Regions from separate parts of the Ovis aries genome. Here region 2 is linked to region 1. Evidence: chromatin contacts called from public Hi-C data. All regions are on one chromosome and are shown on one strand. Each heading gives the region's core, a stretch centred on a gene start, on an enhancer-like site or on the middle of the called end of the contact. The rest is flanking DNA. Distances are from core to core; before and after follow the strand shown.

What was found. Hi-C and Micro-C count contacts between places; a contact is called where the count stands out from the background.
Region 2: a Hi-C map of tail adipose tissue shows a contact between it and region 1, with 4 times the contacts expected there. The contact joins two enhancer-like sites. A contact is called at or near these places in 4 of 16 Hi-C or Micro-C datasets (hypothalamus, skin fibroblasts and tail adipose tissue).

The regions. Positions count from the first base shown.
Region 1 is chr5:79,373,461-79,379,575 of ARS-UI_Ramb_v3.0, reverse strand. All of the region lies in intron 1 of LOC132659902 (a long non-coding RNA gene), which reads right to left. Among named protein-coding and RNA genes, the nearest start is that of SSBP2, 97 kb to the right of the region's middle. Within about 2 kb of position 3,180, at least 52 of the 54 cell types and tissues checked have an H3K27ac peak or open chromatin away from gene starts, as enhancers often do. A contact at or near this core is called in hypothalamus and tail adipose tissue, where this site is marked.
Region 2 is chr5:79,670,896-79,677,010 of ARS-UI_Ramb_v3.0, reverse strand. ATG10 (autophagy related 10) reads right to left here. Exons shown (of 7, transcript XM_060415984.1): 4 at 5,436-5,574. Among named protein-coding and RNA genes, the nearest start is that of TRNAC-GCA, 80 kb to the right of the region's middle. Within about 2 kb of position 3,905, at least 39 of the 54 cell types and tissues checked have an H3K27ac peak or open chromatin away from gene starts, as enhancers often do. A contact at or near this core is called in hypothalamus and tail adipose tissue, where this site is marked.

The sequences.
Region 1 (6,115 bases), core at 1,931-4,430:
ATACAAAATAAGGTTGAAATGGGTAGGGTCAGTTGATTGACATCCATTTGTCTCTTTCATTGGAAAATGTCATGGGCAGCTTCCACTATGCTTAAGACAAATTTAGATGAATGGAGGTGCTAACTAATGATGCCATTATCTATGTAGCAAATGTAAATGAAGACTTGAAAATCCTGAGTCATTCATGAGAGCCACTTATATGACAGAGGAGGGGAACTTAGAAAAATGAAAACAAAATGTCTTGAGGTGGCAATTTAATCTAAAAAATAACATTCAGATAGGTAAAAAGATAAAATATGCTTAGCTTTTGGAAAGAGATCCAGTGAAGTCCAGTAAACAGGGCCAAGTCTTATGAATTGTAAAAATTGCATTATATACAATCTTTTTAGCAATAAGAATTATTTTAACCATCAATAACTGAGGGTTGTTATTTTAGGAGAATGAAGTCAATACATTTGTTTTCCTGAGGCAGGCAGGGGCAGTATTGTGCTATTCGTGAACTTCATTAATATTCATTAATTTTAAAAGCAGTTTGGTTAGCTTTGGCAATTGTCTATCAGATATTATGCCTTTAAATAAAAATAATTACAAGAACTTCATTATTTAAAAATGTAATTAGCATGAAGTTTAAAACCTACATTTTCACTAGAGGATGTTATTCATTGGATAATGTACATTTTTTGGAAGGGTCTATTTTAATTGAATTCCTGGGGTAAAATTCTAAAAATCATAGTGACTAAAATAACCTAAATGTAACCAAAAGTAAACTGAGAGTACTTTTTTTTCAAATGTTCGAATTAATTTCCACTTTAAAAGAGTACCATAGTTGACCCAATTAGCTCTGTAAACGAATTCTGTTGTTTAACATTCTTTAGCATTTCACAGTAGACAGTTTTCACCCATCCACCACCTTAGATCCCCAAAGATCTCAGCGCACATTTAGTGATATTTACCTTATGAAGTAACTAAATCCAGAAGAGCATTGAGCTCACATCACTGTAAAAAGAAATTGTTTCCTCATGCTTGCCGCTCCCATTCAGGGACTAGAAGCTGAAAACTCTGAAAATTATCCTTGTGCAACTAGGAAATTGTGGACAGAAATGCAAAATAGTTTTATTTGTATATAAGCCCAGCCATAGAAACCATACAAAACCTTGCTCTGCAAAAAAGTCCTCCAGCCTTTGTAAATCAGGCTTTTTACACCATGACAGATTAACAGCCAGGGCAAAAAATTCATGCACATGGAGTTGGAAATGGAATCCTCCACACGTCCTTCTTGATTCATGTCCACACTGAGGTACAACAATGTTGAGTAGTACTTTGTGGATTGTAAGAAAATAAATAAATAAAAATTAAAGTACCACCCAAAGAAAATAAGTCTGAATAATTCAGGGAGACTTTTGAGGCAAGACCAACAAGGAAAATTCACTGTAGTGAATAGCGAAACTTTTAAGAATACACACTTCTTTGTGTGTGGCTTTTATTTTTTAATTTTTTTTAGGGCTGGCTGCTCTAGAAATGTATTTGAATCAGTTTGATTTGTGTTTGTCAAAAGTAACTTCCAGTGCCAGAGAAACACCTCAGTTCTTTAGGTTTTATTTTTAGCTTTTTGTTTTTGTTTTGTGTTTAAGGTAAGTTAGCCCTTTGGGACTAGCACAATTTTCCTGTTTAGGGTCGTTTGGAAAATAAGAGAGATCGTCTTGCTTCTTGTTATCAAACATAGGTGACTGTAGATATAATTTTTCTAAAAACGTGGTTAATAACAGTCTACCAGCAAGAGTAAATCGAGTACCTGCCTCCCTAAATGGATTAAATCAGCGTCTCTGCAATACCATACTGGATAATGGGTAATATTCTTTATAGAGGTATTTATCCACTCTGACTTATTATTGAAGAATACAGAAAAATTTTGCTGCATCCACAAGTGGACAGATTTCCAATTCAAGAGGGCAGGCTTTGGGCTGCCGCTTGCTTTAGGGATTTTGAACCCCCTCAGTTGCCCACACCTGACTTGACTTGACATACAGCAGCACCCTCCCTGGGATCTCCCCTGTCTTTATATCTAGTTGGGGAGGAGTGTGGCCTCCCCAAACTAGACATAAAGTTAATATCAGTGTCCGAGGTTCCAGCTCCTCCCCCAAAACCCATAGCCCTCAAGGGGTGCTAATTCATGAGTGCCAAAACTCGGCAAGTCAGGCCTTGTCCTCTCCAGTCTGAGTAGGATTGACTGTACCCGGATAAAAGCACGGGGCGGAAAGGGTTAATCACAATCCTCCTCTTCCTCCTCTCCCCCCTCCACCCGGCGACAGAGCCAGGAGTGTCTCAGCGGGAGAGCAACTGGAAACCACAAACACCCAAACCCAGGAGCAACTCAAACTAAACCTGGAGACCTGGCTTAGGGAAAGGAGTTAAGTTTAGACCAAACGGTTTTATCAAGGTAGCTGAAAAGGTGCTGCCCTCAGATCTCAAGGATTTCTTTGATGTTGCAGCTGAAGCCTCAAAAATACATTTATGACCCTAATGCCCTTTATTCCCAAAGACCCCAAGGGGTGTTTGTAGAAACGTCCTGCAGGCGTACAGAGTGCAGTGGGAGTGAAGAAAACCCCCGCGGTTATACACGCCTGGCCACCTGGTCCAGGTAACCTTTGCTGCGGGGTCGGGGCCGCCAAGCAACAACCTTCGCCCCATGACAGGGCATCCTCCAAACCCACCGCAGCCAAGACTTTGCAGGACCCATCCGCCTGCCCCGGCCCCGGCCCCCGCCTCCCAGCCCCAGTCTTCCCCACACCATCCCAATCCCTTCCCTACTCCTCACCCTGGGTCGGGGGGGTCCCTGATCGCCAGCCCCCCTAAAACCTACCGGCGCTCTGAGCGCCCACCAGCAAATTCCTACCAGCCCCAGCCTTCCAGGAAAGCAAAAGCCAAAAAAAAAAAAAAAAAGACCATGACATCACGGGCAGGTTTATTTGGGTTTGTTTGTTTGCTTGTTGGCTCGATTAAATACTCGTGGAAGGTGAACGTACCCCACACAGGAGAAGTTTGATGTTGACAAACTTCTGGTGGCAGCGAGACAGTGTCAGCACAACTTCCGGGATAATGAGAGCTGCTTTGCAGGGAGCGCGGCAGCTGCGGCGGGAGGCGGCCGCCGGACGGAACAGCAAATGCTATTCAGCCCGAGCAGTTTCAAGCCGCCCGAGCTGGGGAATTACTGTAGTCGAGCTACGGCTCTTACCACCGGCGCTGGATCTGGGCGCGCGTTAGGGGGGGAAGCTGCAGGCACAGGGCGCCGAGAGGGGAGCTTTCAAGTTACTTTGCTCCACCCCTACACCCGGCAGAGGCTGGCAGGCTGCATGGTAACTGCCAGCATCTTGGTCCCTGCTCCTTTAGGCGGCCGCCCTGGAATCAACCAACTTTTCTCTCCCCCAAAACTCCCTCTTTGTTTCAAATAGGACTCTCCAAAATTTATTCTTGGGAAGACTGACAGCCGGGGTCAAGAAACAGCTGTTGAAGTTAATGTTTCTTCCTCCCACTTCGTCTGATGGTTGTGCCCTGCCAAGACAAAGTGAGAGGCACTGCCTGGTGGCTTCTTTAAACAGACAAGCATTTAGCCAAAAAAAAAAAAAAAAAAAAGTGGGGGAGAGTGGGGGGGTGGATATTTTCCTGCTTAACATACAATCTGATCAGAAATGCAACAGCATGTGCTTTTCAACTTGTGCTGATTACTTGCTGAAAAGATGCTTCGGCTTTTAGTTTTGAACACTCTTAGCACTGGGGAGGGGGTGGGGTGGGCACAGGGATGGTGGGAGAGGTGGTGAGGACACTTTCCATGTTTTGGTAAAGGGGCAAAAATGTTACACCTTCCTCCTCTGACCCACCTCACCCTCTCTAAGAAAGATAGAATGGCCTGGGGGAGGGAGGAAAGAGTTACATTCCTTTGCAAGGTTTAATTCACATTTCAAATTTCATATCATGATGCAGAACAAGGACTGGCCTAGAGCTAGGCAAATTGTTTTTATTTGGAGACCTAGGCCAACCTGGACCTTGCTGCCAGCTCTTGGTAGTTCTTGGTGGCTTTCTCCAGATTAGGCCTGTCTCTTCTACAATTCCCCAACCCAGCTCCTTTGCCCAGAGGGCATGCTGTGGGACAAGCTATCTTGTTTTTTCCTGCTTTCTTCAGGGTGAAGGTTGATTTTAGCACAACCCTTCCTCTGCTCCCGGTGCAGTTTAGGGTGCCCTGGGGGTCTGCCTGAGTCTCCCTGTCCTGACTGAGCTCTCCAAAAGTGGTTGTTCTCTGTAGTGGGAGTGGGGAATTGGGAACTCGATTCCTTCCTCATCAGAGAACTTAACCAGTCTTTCAAGTGCCCCATTGCCCTTTGGGAACACTCTGCTCACTTGGTCTCTCTCAGACATGGTCATATGAAGACACAAAAGGCCTTCCTACTCCACCACCAGGTTAGCCTGTCACCGCATCGCAATGCAGTGCCATCACAAAGTGATATTGCATCAGACCCAAGGATATTTTAGGAAGCTCTCAAGCTGGGTCCAACCAGCCTCTGTGCAAGAATCAGGGCCACACTGCCAAAATGAGGGCTGTGGAGATGCTGGACAGGTGGCAATGATGCCCTCTCTATTCTCAGCTCCATTCCCCACTTGCTGTCCCATCCCTCCCCAACCTTACCCCGGAGACCTCACCCCAGCCAGTCTGATGCACTCAATGACTTCGCCACCTTTCCCTCTGCCTAGTTCCCAGAGGGCACCACTTTTTTCTCCCTCTTGTGTCTCTTTGCAGTGTGCCGGTCCACCTTCTGCTGTATTTCCTGTTTTTCTGCCTATTGTGGTCACTCACTGAGACCTTAAGTAGCATTTGTTCTTATTAACTGAATCATTTGAATTACTCTTGGAGTTGCTCTGGCTGCTGCAAGCAAAACCTCCAACTTGGGCATCTGCAGTCCTGCTCAACTCGTTTGACTTGGGTGAACCTTTCCCCTCCTCTCCAACTCTGGGTCCCCCAGTTGGGGTGACATGATGGCAGTGGCCAAGCATCAGGCGCCACCCTCAGCAAGTACCCGCTTCTCTGAGTCCTACTCATGCAATCCAGCAGTCAATTGACTTAAATTCCTTTCGCTTTAGTGTTCTTGTCCTTAGATCAGCGCTCAGCAGCTAGCAGGGCTATAGGCAGACCTCCACTAATCCTGAAGTTGTAATTCCCTACTGCTGGCTCCTGTAGTTTTATTATGGCCTCCTTTTTTTCTAAGATTGACAGACATAAACCTTCAGTGTGGAGGTCTGCACCGGCACCCTTAAAGGCTTCTTTGTGTGGAAATATAACCTCAGGGCAAAGTCGGCCCAGCTCCAGGAAAGGCACATTATCCTGCTACAGGGAATTACTGTGTTGGGGCAGACCTCAGGTTCCTCCTTCTGGCTGGCTACCTGGCATCCTCCCAGGGACAATGCTTTCTTCCTCTGCATGCGTGCTAAGTCGCTTCAGTCGTGTCCAACTCTTTGGCAACACTATAGACTGAGGCCCGCCAGGCTCCTCTGTCCATGAGATTCTCCAGGCAAGAATACTGGAGGGGGTTGCCTTGCCATGCTCTCTTCCAGGAATCTTCCTGACCCAGGGATCGAACATGCATCTCTTATGTCTCCTGCATTGGTGGGTGGGTTCTTTACCACTAGCACCACCTGGGAAGCCCTTTCTAAGTAGAGTTTTTTTGTGGGAGGACTTTGGAGGATTGGGACTACTGTAAGAGGAGACCTGTAGCAGCTGTCCAGCAACTCTACATGCAATCAGAGGAATCAGATGTCCTTCCTTCAGTGTGTGGGTCTCTAAATGCAACCACTCCTGAAGCTCTCAAGCACGCGTGGGGTCAGGGTGCCCCCTGGTAAGGTAGCTGTCTTGGAGCTAATGATACTTTTCCCGGTGCCTTCGTATCACCTAGAGGAGCTGATCTATTTATGCAGGTGTTGGGTTAGACAAATTACTCCAAAAAGCAAAGGTGAAGAGATACACAATCTTAATTTATCATGCAGGATTAAAGTCAGATTTAAATCAAGTAGAATTATTAAGGGATTTAGAGCTAGTGTCTCTTTCCAAAGGAAAAAAGGACCTAAAGAA
Region 2 (6,115 bases), core at 2,656-5,155, 300 kb before region 1:
AATTTCATTTCAACCCCTAGAATCTCTTTTTAATGCACTAAAAGTCATGTTCCATTGCATAACTATGAACATTCTTAAAAATTCTCTATAATCAAATAAGACTCTAAATCTGCCAAGTCATATTCTATTTTCTGCTCATGATGGTGATTAACTGGAATCATTTTTGCCTTAATTTCTCTAATCTACCTATCTTTTCTGTTTAACAAGCAGCCTTAATTCTCACTCTACTGGAATGGTAATTTTTTTTCCTGAAAATATGTTCTTTCCAGTTCATTTTCTCTAAGAGATGATTTAAATTTTTCTTTTAAAAAAATTGCAACAATAACACTAAAAAAGTCAAAATTCCTTTTCCCAAAATTTCATTCTTCATAATTTCTTCTCATCCTTCATTAATTCTTTCTGTTTTACTCAGTCATAGTTTCTGTTCTAGAAAATCCCTCCCTTGATCTCATTCACTTTTGCTCAATCTCTTTCACTTCTCACTTCATTTCTTTCTCATATCCTCCAAATCCATTCCATCATCTCTTCTATAATGTGACCTTAACATATCTTTCCAACCATCTTGCACAGTTTGAAGTAGAGATTTTCCTCAAACCAGCTTCTCACTATTCCCCAAACAGGCCATGCTTTCCAGCCCTACAGCTTGGCACTCATCCACCTCCCTTTCCCTAGTACTTTTCCCAGCCTCTTCAGAAAAGCCAGTCTGTACAGTTTCCTTGAAAATTGTTGATTAGAGCTATGGATATTTTATTTTTATTCTCCAGCTTCCTCCAACCCTCATCTTTCCTGTTTTCCTGTTATTTTCTTCTACACAGTCCAAAGACTCCCTCTCATACCACACCAGGGACAAACCTCTTCTTCCTCCTCGCTGATGATGTAAACACTGCTCTAATTCCAATCTTTTCATTATTCTTTTGATCTGGCCTTTATCTTGGTTTGGTTATGCTGCTTTTAAGAGTGAATTATTCTTTGACTATTTGAACATAGTTTAGGCATATAACAAGTGGATAAATTTTCTATATGAAATATCTGGGTTACATTTTTAATTCTCTACTCTTACTCTCTAGACCAATAATAAAACAGATCCTGAGAAAGAACAGACATTCAGTTGCTGAATGGAAGAAATGTTTCCTTCCCTATTCAAAAGCTGCCCTTCTAACTAATTAAAGAAATATGTCAGAATGGTTCCCAAGAAGAACTCATACGTCAGCACCAAAGAAATAAATATTCTGAAAATGAGAAGAACCACTTGGTCTACTTCTCAACAGAGATTGAGAACAAAGGAAAAGAAGAGAGACAGGGAAGAAATTAATCAGAATTCAAGCTGAAATAAATATAGAAATCTGTAGTTGTAATGAAAGGGAAAACCAGGTAAGCTTAGGAGTCTGGTGAAGCCCAAAGCTATTATGTATATGCGCAAGATTTACAACACATTTCTAACACTTGCTATCAACTTCTGACCAAAGCCAAGCCCCCACAAAGGGAAAACTGGGACATAAAAAGGTGTTGGAATGATGAACAGTACTTAGAAGCCTTTTGCACAATACAAATAATTCTTTAACACAGTGTGCTTTAAAAATAGTTGGAGGAAAAAAACAGCCACTTGAAGATATCAGTGCTTTGTGAGAATGGACTTCATAGTCAATAAAGCACCATTTTAGGGTAGGCTATTTATTAGTATCAATGCCTGAGAGAAGTGCAATGACCTCTCACCCACTGCTGAGGAGCAAATGGTATTAAGCGTGCCCCACCACCTCTCCCAAACCTAAAATGGCAAGAGTGGATAGGGAAAAAAGAGCACTGGGAAGGACATTTTCTCTCTTAAATTAATCAAACCCTCAGCAACTGAGCTCCTATAAGCCCAAGTAGTAGAAACGAGAGGTGCCCAGAAACAGAATTTTGCACCACCTTGGCTGTATGCCTTCAGGGATCCAACGCAAATATGTGTTTACAGAAGCAGAACAGCTCCCCAGCTAGCGGAAATGCTCAGCTTTGAGTCCTCAGGACTTTCCACTTTCCTTAGCCAACCATTCCTACAGTCTCTAGGAAGCAACAAACTAAAGAGTAAAGATATAGAGATGGCTTGGGTTCTGAGTTTCCTGGAGACAAAAGAATTACTCCCTTCCATATAACTCATTTGGAGAAGGCAATGGCACCCCACTCCAGCACTCTTGTCTGGAAAATCCCATGGATGGAGGAGCCTGGTGGGCCGCAGTCCATGGGGTTGCTAAGAGTCGGACACGACTGAGCGACTTCACTTTCATTTTTCACTTTCATGCATTGGAGAAAGAAATGGCAACCCACTCCAGTGTTCTTACCTGGAGAATCCCAGGGATGGGGGAGCCTGGTGGGCTGCCGTCTATGGGGTCGCACAGAGTTGGACACGACTGAAGTGACTTAGCAGCAGTAGCAGCATATAACTCATCAGAAAAGTTCAAATAAGAAACCATCATAAGGTTTCGAGGTTTCCATCTTTGAACTGTATGCAGAAATGGTTAGAAATTCCTCCTCTAGGTTCATTCAATAGTTGCTGACATTGTGCCACAGTTAATACTATGGGCATTAAAATGAGTAAGACAAAGAATATATATGTAATATAAGTATTACACACCCACACACATCTATGAGTAAAGCTTATCACTCTGTAGGCTGAAGTACTCACTATTAATTGCCTTTCTCTCTCTTTTTACCTTAACCTCCTCCCTTCTAGATTATCATTTTATAGGGAACAAGTAAACAAATAATTTTCTGATATCATGCAACATGTGATATATGATATAATGTGATATAATATGACACAGGGGTGATAACAACAAATGGCATGTTAGCTGAGTCTTGGGCAATAGTTGGCCTGGCAGACACTGGACATATCAAGGAGTAAGAGGTGATCACAGTCCAATGTAGTTGTACTTTAAGAAACAGAATAAAGATTTCCTCTTACATCTAAGCTAGTTGATAAAAGAAAAGGTAATATCAATTTAAATAGGAATTACTTACTACTTGCTTTACCTAAAAAAAAAAGGTACTAGAATAAAATTCAGAGCAAAGCAGAGAAACTAATTTTTACTAAGACTCAAATGCAAAAAAAAAAAAAAAAAAAAAATTCTAAATACCTGTCAAAAACAAGGCTGAGTGAACTATTTTTGAAGCAACAATAACAAAAAAAGACCCCTGAGCAAGAAATTTTATAGCCATCCTGTTTCTAGGTCGGAATTCTCTTAGAATGAGACAAAGAAAAATCTGGACCTGGAATAAGAAGAAGATGTTAGGAATTCAATTCACCACACTAACAGAGATTTGTTTAACAGATGAAAGGCCAGAGTAACCACATAACATATGAACAGGGAATGGACTGAGGGGAAAAAAGGAAAAATTATGACTCCAGAGTAAAGGATAATACATTTTCAGAACACCTGTTAGGTTAAGTTAGGTAGAGAAAGGAAAAGAAATTATCAGACTCTGATAAAGGAAAGAACCATTCTTCATGTTTCTCCACAAGAAAACACTCAGTATGCTTTGCAAATATTAAATCTGATATTCTAATGCACCTGAAAAATCACTAAGTGAATTCCAGAATTTAAAAATTCCTAACGCTAATTCTATACAACACAGAATGGGGAGGGTGAAGAATAAGAAATGCTTCGACACAAAGTAAATGACTTGTTTGTGTTTCCTTTATAAAAGCATAAACAAAGAGCATCTTAAAATATATAAATAGAATCAAAAAAGGCTAGTTATTTTGTGTGTTTTTTTTAAGAAACAGAAAACCACCATGAAGAAAAGAGCGTAGAAAGTATACAAATTTCATTAAAATATAATTGAACTTGCAGGAACAATTACTGTGCTGTACTGTAAGGGGAGCTGTTGGCACATAAGAGCAAAGCACACGTATGAGCTCATCCACCAGCCTCAGCAAGACCCACTTCCAGCTAGAAGCAGTCATGTTTCAACACCTCCGATTCCCTAACGCTGACAAGCTAAACAACTTGTTTTGTCTCTGGGAGCTCTTCTCTGGTGATTAACTGCTTATGGTGAATACTAATTACATGAAAGTACAGTATTGAAGAAATGGTATCCTGTTTCCTTTACCTGCAGCCTCGACATGAATCCAGAAGCTACTGGGTAGAGTCCTTGCAAACCAAAACCGAGAAGGACATTTTTCTCCCCTCCAGTAAATAAATGTAACCCCTTCTATTTTTCAGTATAACACAGCTCACTGACAAGAAGCTTCCTTTAACCTCTGGGCTCCAAACCAAGTAGAATCACAATAAAGTGAGTATTTTAAAGGCCTATAATAATCATATGGATTAATCTGCAGCAAGAGTTTGTGAATTAGTAAACTCAGTGTCCTTAATTCCCCATGTCCCATGTTGAAAATTTACCCCAAATTGTCAGTTCTTAGGAGCTGCACCTCAGATTAAAATCTTCTCACCAGGGAGTCTATGAGAATTTGTTCTTGTGTTTTAAATCCTAAGTGCTTGTTAAACCGCCAACACTGCAAAATTAGAGACCATTAAACAATATAAGGCAGCAAGTGATTAAATCTACCAAATACACATTCAAAGCAGCTTAAGCTACTTTTTAATTAAAAATAAAATATCACTGGCTAAATTCAGATGTCTTAGCTATCCAGAAAAGGTTAGAAGGCTGTCCAAAATGCAAAATGCTGCTGATAAGTCCAGAGAGAAAAAGAGAAATGGGGTAGGGGTGGGCTGGGGAGGTGGTTCCTCTTGACTTCTGAGCCCAGGGTGGAGAGGCCTCAAAACGCTGACCTGGTTTAGTCAGAGGACGTGAAGCGGGGAGCCCTGGCTGTGCTGCAGGGTGAGGACTTCATGTGGCCGCTGATTAAATAAGCTTTATTAGCCAAGACCTCAGAGGAGACAGGGTGTTCCACCTTCTTGGCAAGGGGGATGAGTTGAGTAACACTGCAGGAAGCTGAGGCACTGGAGATGTATAGATGGCCGAAGGAAATGTTAGTGCTATTTTTAAACATAGCTTAAATGGACTGATAAACAGTTCCTAAAATAATAATTAGTGTTGGGGAAGGAGGCATGGGGACTTTTGAGTTAATGGGATCATTTGAGATTGAAAGAAATTTTCACTGTAAAGTTAGAAGTAAATAAACATTGTAGCTTTAAGTTGTTCCTACTTGTTTAAAGTAAAGAAAAGAAAAAGGGCCAGGGGGCTTAGTCAACGCTGGGCAGGAGGCCAAGAATCTGCAGATCAGACTTAGGGCTGAGATGATATCATTCACTCTAAAGTCTTGATATTCTTTCTAAAGCATGAGAAAATTTACTGGTAAAACCTTACCTCACCCACAGTTTTCTTATTTTTAACTCTTTTCTTTTTTTCTCTCAAGAATAATTTTCCAAATCTGCTTTCTGCCTTATATGTAAATGTTATGAATTTACATTTAGCTTCCAACATGGTCTTACCTAAAAAGCTTGCCCTAAAGTAAAGCACAGGCACTTGGTAGCTGCAGGAATATAAGACATGATACTCATATTTAATCACTTCAGCTGCCGTGGTGGTCTCGGTTACCTCAAAATCATCCAGGGGGGGATCTACAGCCTCCTGAAAAAAAGCAAATACAATAACAGAATGTGGCTGTCAATAAAAAGAAGCACATTAACACACACAAAGAGAAAGCCGAGGTTTTCTTCATGCAAAATAACAGTTAAATAAATATAGGACTATGAGGTAAGGAAAAGGGAGTTTCCCACATTAATGTTTAACATTTGAGTCCTGGGTAAATAGTAAAACCAGAAAACATTAGCATTAAGTAATTCCAGATTGTTTTCGAGAGACAAAGCAGCTCTGAGTAAAGAAACAGGAAGAGGGGAAAAAAGTGAAAAGATCTATTGCAACAGCAACTCTGAAAAATCTTTACTGTACAATTTTAGCAACAAGATGATAGCTATACAAGCTACCTTCTTCCCTACCTGTGAAAGCTAAAAACATCCTAACAATTGAGCAAGAGACTGTGAAATGTCCCTAAAGATTCTATTGTACTTGCCAAAAGATGATTCATTGTGTGCTGAACAATTCCCAGTTCCATTTTGAATAAAAAAGTTATTTTGCAAGAGGTTGAGTTTGTTAGGTACATTTCAAAACC